Linked DNA regions of Mus musculus: region 2 is linked to region 1. Evidence: chromatin contacts called from public HiChIP or PLAC-seq data. All regions are on one chromosome and are shown on one strand. Each heading gives the region's core, a stretch centred on a gene start, on an enhancer-like site or on the middle of the called end of the contact. The rest is flanking DNA. Distances are from core to core; before and after follow the strand shown.

Region 1 (2,922 bases), core at 307-2,806:
TTCTTCTCTTGTTTTGTCTCTGGTCTGTACTTGTGGGCAAGCTTAAGCAGCTGAGTAGCTGTCTGCCTGTCCAGGGCCTGGGTGAACTGGTTAATGGCAGGAGGGACTTTGAGCCGCTTGTAGAGCATAGCTCTTTGCCACTGCAGCCTAATGTAGTGGGGCCATTTGACAAAGCGTGTTAGATTTTTTTTGGGCTGGATGTCCTGTCCAATGCCGAAGTTCTTGGGCCTTTTCTCAAACAAAGGACTGACCATCTTTTTTGCCTCCTGTTTCTTAATGACAGCGCGGGCCAGGGCCACCTTCTTCTCCTTGGCATTCTTTCCTTTGGGCATCTTGCTCAGCTGGTGGAGAGAGCTCATTTAGTTTTGAAACAGGGTCTTACTGTATAGCCCTAGCTAATCTAGAACACTTCCCCCTGCCCCCATGTAGAAAAGGCTGGTCTCAAACTTAGAGACCTTCCTGCCTCAGCCTTCTGAATGCAGAAATTAAAAGTGTGCTATCACCTTTTTATATAGATTCTAGTTTAGTCAGATGTATTTCTCTCCCTTCCTTTTTGTTCTCTTTTTGTCATAGTAGCGAGGGATGGGTGGGTTCATTTGAACTGAGCTTTTATATTTAACTTTTGGCCAGCACTAGAATTTGCAGTATGAATTTAAAGTCAACTACAAATTATTTTAAAACATCCAGGGGTTACTTAATTTCTCCTCTGCAATTTAGAAATCAAGCCCTGCCTTCTTGTTCAATTAAAATTTAACTCTTTAGCAAATATAATAATGTTATAATATATTATTTTGTGTCCAGAGAAGATATGTGTATGGCTGTGGTGATGGCAGTGGTGTGTGTGTGTGTGAGAGAGAGAGAGAGAGAGAGAGAGAGAGAGAGAGTGTGTGTCTGTGTGTGTGTAGGTGTGTGTGTGTGTCTGTGTGTGTGTGTGTGTAGGTGTGTGTGTAGGTATGTGTGTGTAGGTGTGTGTGTAGGTGTGTGGGGGTATTTGTGTGTGAGTGTGTATGTGAGAGAGTGTGTCTGTGTGTGTGTAGGAGTGTGTGTGTCTGTGTATGTGTATGTAGGTAGGTATGTATAGATGTGTGTGTGTGTAGGTATGTGTGGGGATGTTTGTGTATGGAGGTGTGGGGGTGTGGGGGGTGGGGGGTGTGTTCGTGTGCATACAAAGTAGATGTGCATCTGTGTCTATGCCAGAGAACACTGAGTGTCTTTCTCTATCACTCTCTACCTTATTCCCCTGAGACAAAGTGTCCTGTTGACTCTGGAGCTAGGCTGGCAGCCATCAAGCCCCCGGGGAATCTTCTGTCTCCATCATTCACAGAAGCTTGCATGGTGCCGGGGCTTTGAATTCAGGTCTTCATGCTCGCCCAGCAAGCCTCATATCCCAGCTATCTTCCCTGGCTCTGGGATCTACTCCTGTGTAAGTTTCTGCAGTGCACACTGTGTCTGCGCACTGTTTTCCCAGCATCCCCTCCCCCAGCACTCAGTACCAGCGGCCCCTCAGCAGCCATGGTAACACAGATGGCTTGCCGCTTCTGCCTCACATAGGGTTCTGAGCTTCAGGGAAGCACACCACTGGATTCCCACAACCAGATCACAGTCTCCTATCACCACCCTGTGGAGGAGGGCTCTGGGAAGCAGGTGGCACAAATTCATCCAGGTATTGAGTAGCAGCAGAGAAAAGTGGTCTGGGTAACTACCCTGGAAACACAAGGGGTGTCTCATGGCCTCTCACCTGCTCATACTCGGGTGTGTTAGAACTCTGTGAAACTGCCTTTTGTGCCTCTCCCGGCACTCTATCTCGCCTCTAGAGACCAGCTTTGAGCTCCTCTGAACATCTCAGGGAGCCTGCCACTTCATTTCTCCCCTCCCTTCATTTCCTCCTTCTTTGTCTGTCCCAGCACTACCCTGAGTGGGCACTGACTAGACCCCAGTCAGACAGTTCAGACAGCTTCCTCGTTGAGGTACGTGGCTTGTCTCAAAGAGCTGTTCTCAAGCCCAGGTGCTGATTTAAAACCACAGACACATGGAAGCCAGCAGAATGGAATCAAAGTATGGACCCCATTCTGAGGTCTCAGGAACAATAGGGCTTTAGGAGAGGGACCCTGTTCAACCCAGTTAGCCATACAGAGAAGGAGGCAGGGGAGGCTCATGACCACCCTCTGGAGCAGGCCCTGGTATCTTGTCCTCAGTATGAGACCAGGAGGAGGCAGGAGCCTGTGTAGGAAAGACCAGCCATTTCTCAGTGCCACCATTTCCTCCTTGAACCTCTGGGGTCTTCAGCGGAGTCCCTGTGCTTACCATGATGGCTCAACCCTGTTGTTCCTTCAAGGACTTGGTGAGCATCTGTGTAGCAGATGGGGACCGACCTTGTAGTTGTCCTTCCAAATGCCAGCTCAGGTGACAGACTACTACAACAGAGGGCTGATTGGTTATGTCTACATGGCTGAATCCTGCATCCGACCTGCAGTGGTTTGGGGTGAGGGCATAAGATGAACTGAAGAGGGGCTGGAAGATATGACTATTTGGGAGCCTGATCTTGTAGGTGACAACAGGGGAACAGGCGACTTTAATGAGAGAATAGTTTTAAGCCTTGGCCCAGGAGACATCAAGTAGACAGTGCCAGCACTGGCTAGTAAAAGGCCAGAATCCAGCAGGGCGTGGTGGTGCATGCCTTTAATCCCAGCATTCGGGAGGCAGAGGCAGGCAGATTTCTGAGTTCGAGGCCAGCCTGGTCTACAAAGTGAGTTCCGGGACAGCCAGGGCTATACAGAGAAACTCTGTCTCGAAAAACAAACAAACAAACAAACAACAACAAAAAAAACAACTAAGTAGACTTTGTGATGGTCTAAAGCTGAGAATTACACCTGCTATGGAGGAGAGGAAGGTAGAGCAGGGGCCTCGAAGGACCTGGGACTC
Region 2 (2,922 bases), core at 222-2,721, 320 kb after region 1:
GTTGACAGCCTTGACTTTTGTGGCTGCTCCATGAGGAATGGCACAGGCAGCGTGACGGTCGGTGCTCAGAGGACCTGTGGTCCTGCCTCCTGCTTAGTCAGCATGTCCCTGCCCTGAAGAGGAGTATACACTCCCTTCTTGACTAAGCCATCAGGTTCAGCAGTGCTTTATTCACATTTCTCCCTGTATCTTTGGGGGAGCTGGATATGGGGACTGAACCCAGGGCCTTGCACCTGCTAGACAGCAGACATTCCATTAATGAGCCAAAACCCTATGGCTGTATTTTTGTTTTGAGACAGGGTCTTGCTCAGTTACCTAGAGGAACTTGAACTACTTCTGTGGCCCACAAATGCCTCAAGTTAGCAGTCCCTCCTATCTTAACCTCTCGAGTCTCTGGGATAACAGGCCTGACAAGATTCTATTTGCAACCTTCAGCTTATAAAATACGAAAGCTGGGGTCCCCACATACTGCATCATCCAAGGCTGGGACAGTACACAGAACACAAATCTCAAATCAGAAGTCCTCTGAAACAGCCGTCCTGATGGGATGGAGACTCATGCTGAGAAGATCTGAAGATGACATACAGCATCGCCCTGTCAGGCAGCCAGCTACCAGAAGCTAGCTCCCAAAGCCCAGCAAGAAGTTCTCTGTGGCTCTGGGCATCTGTGCCCAGGGAAGGACCATGCGTTGTGATGTCTGCTGCCAGCAGACAAGCATCTAAGAGACTGTGACCCTGATTACTAGCTATCAAATTGTGTTTTTTGGAAAGTTGGCCTGTGAATCAGGCGATTCCTCTGCTGACTTGCAAAGAGGTTCCTCTAAATAAAGCTTATAGGCTCTAACCAGTACTTGCAAAATCTATTGTTCATGAAAGAGGCATAACTGATGACCTGCTAGAAATGGCACTGGACGTAGGCCTAAGGCTTCTGTAAGCTTAGGGCTGAGGTGGGTGGCCAGCTGCCAAGGTGAGGAATTAGGGGATCAGCAGGGCTATTTGGACCCACTAGACTTTTCTTATTCAGACAATTGAATCCCTGCAGTGCCCAAGCCATGCCCGTGTGCTATTGAAGGATAGAGCAGAGAGATCAAGGACACACTCTGTGTGAGTGTGTTCTAAAATGGTGATATGCTATATGGTATGTATGGGAAATCCAAGATGTGGTCTGGTAGTATCCATTTAGGGACACCCAACAAAATAGTCCAGGAGCACTCAGCAAGCCTTGTGAAGCATTTCCTTTGAGCAGAGGCAGGTCTGGCTTTGTGCTGGGGATTTAGGTTTTGGAGTGACAGGCTCAGGATCCTGTGTCTTCTGAGACTGGGAGAGCCCAAGTCTCCAGGGCTGCGGGGAGAGGCCACACGCTATGACAGGGACATGTAGGCCTTCAGGGGGTGTTTAGGACTGGCTGTGGGGCTCCTGCTTCCTCCTGCTTAGAGTGCAGAGAGAGAGAGAGAGCAGCAGCTTGGCAGGCTGGGTGCTCTGAGTCTCCCTGGGAGACTGTGTGTCATCTGAGGTGGATGGAATGGATTCTTCTACTCTGCAGCTTGCATCCTTGTAGGGTAATGCACAAAACCTGGGATGGATTCCATACCAAGAAAGAATAACGGCAGCGGTTATCAACCTGCCTAATGCTGAGACCCTTTAATACAGAGTCTCAACCTTAAAACTATTTTGTTGCTACTTCATAACTGTATTTTTGCAGCTGTTGTGAGCCATAATGTAAACATCTGTGTTTTCTGATGCTCTCAGGCAACCCCTGTTAAAGGGTCATTTGCTCTCCAAAGGTGTAGTGACCCACAGGTTGAAGACCACTGCTGTAAAGCTGTAAAGGAATTCCAAATCCCCCCCCCCCACACGCACCCTCATTTTGTGAAGTATGCTTCAGGTAATAAGGGACATGTGTCTCCCTTTCTTTACTATGCACTAGATGCTATTAAGGTTCATGGTGGCATTTCCCAGAAGCCTTGTTCATACACACTGAGAGTTAGCCTCCAGCTCCAGTGACCCCAGGGTTGCGGCCCTCTCTTTCCTGTGGGCAGCTCCCATATCTCATCTTGAAGATCTGGGGACCTGGAATTTTCGAGCCACTGTACTGCTGTAAGGCTAGGTTGTGGCCAGGTCCTAGTGGCACTGACTTATTAGATGAGTGGCATGTTGGCTACTGTTGCCACTCTGAGACTTCCTCCACCGTTTCTTTCAGTCCTAAAATTACAAACATCATTTTTATAAGTTTGTGAATTCCTCGAGGCAAGAGAACCCTGTCTTGTCCTTTTGTATGTAGTATAACATACACACACACACACACACACACACAGTCTCTTTATGAATAAATAAGTCCATAGAAAAACAATGAAAATATGTTAATAATACTTCCTGGTTATACCAGGAGTTTAATTTTTAATGGTGCCTAGGCCAGTACTGGTCACGCTTTTCTGCTCTTTGTCGCCAATGAAGCTGCTGAAACAAAAGACGTGAATGCAGACCGGGGCACTGAGAGTCTGACTCCAGTTCCATTCTCACCCAGGAGCTGTGCACTCAGTCATGGAGAACTCAGCCTGAGCTCTGAGCCTCAGCATCCTCCTAACTGGATAGAGGTAGACATTTTAACATGCTTCATGCCTGCCTTCATGCCTTTAGAATAGCTGGTGGCTCTTGAGTTTTATCAGAGAGCTGCTTTATTCAAACAGAGGATGTCATGGCCTTGACCTTTGAATGGTCTGTCTGAAGGACCATTGTAGAGACGAAGAGTTTCAAACAAAATGTCTACCTTGCCCATAACTGATGGTAGGGATCTTGTAGTTGAGGTAGACGTCACCGGTGGTGGCTAGCTATATTTTGAAATCTTTGAAAATGAAATACAGGTTGGAAAGATGACTGAGTGGGAGAAGTACTTGACATACAAACATCAGGGCAGGACTTTGGA

Evidence for each region. HiChIP or PLAC-seq counts read pairs in DNA pulled down with a chosen protein or histone mark.
Region 2: a contact with region 1 is called in an H3K4me3 HiChIP or PLAC-seq map of embryonic basal ganglia, with 3 times the contacts expected there. The contact joins two enhancer-like sites. A contact is called at or near these places in 1 of 15 datasets of contacts at CTCF or cohesin (the NIH/3T3 cell line), 2 of 484 Hi-C or Micro-C datasets (nephron progenitors and neural progenitor cells), 11 of 115 datasets of contacts at active chromatin or transcription factors (craniofacial prominence, embryonic basal ganglia, embryonic forebrain and 8 more) and 1 of 9 other capture datasets (embryonic stem cells).

Annotation. Positions count from the first base shown.
Region 1 is chr1:89,256,650-89,259,571 of GRCm38.p6, forward strand. It overlaps the pseudogene Gm5259. Among named protein-coding and RNA genes, the nearest start is that of Gm41913, 130 kb to the right of the region's middle. Within about 2 kb of position 1,557, at least 9 of the 459 cell types and tissues checked have an H3K27ac peak or open chromatin away from gene starts, as enhancers often do.
Region 2 is chr1:89,575,745-89,578,666 of GRCm38.p6, forward strand. All of the region lies in intron 1 of Agap1 (ArfGAP with GTPase domain, ankyrin repeat and PH domain 1), which reads left to right. All of the region lies in intron 1 of Gm41914 (a long non-coding RNA gene), which reads right to left. Among named protein-coding and RNA genes, the nearest start is that of Gm41914, 3.7 kb to the right of the region's middle. Within about 2 kb of position 1,472, at least 198 of the 459 cell types and tissues checked have an H3K27ac peak or open chromatin away from gene starts, as enhancers often do.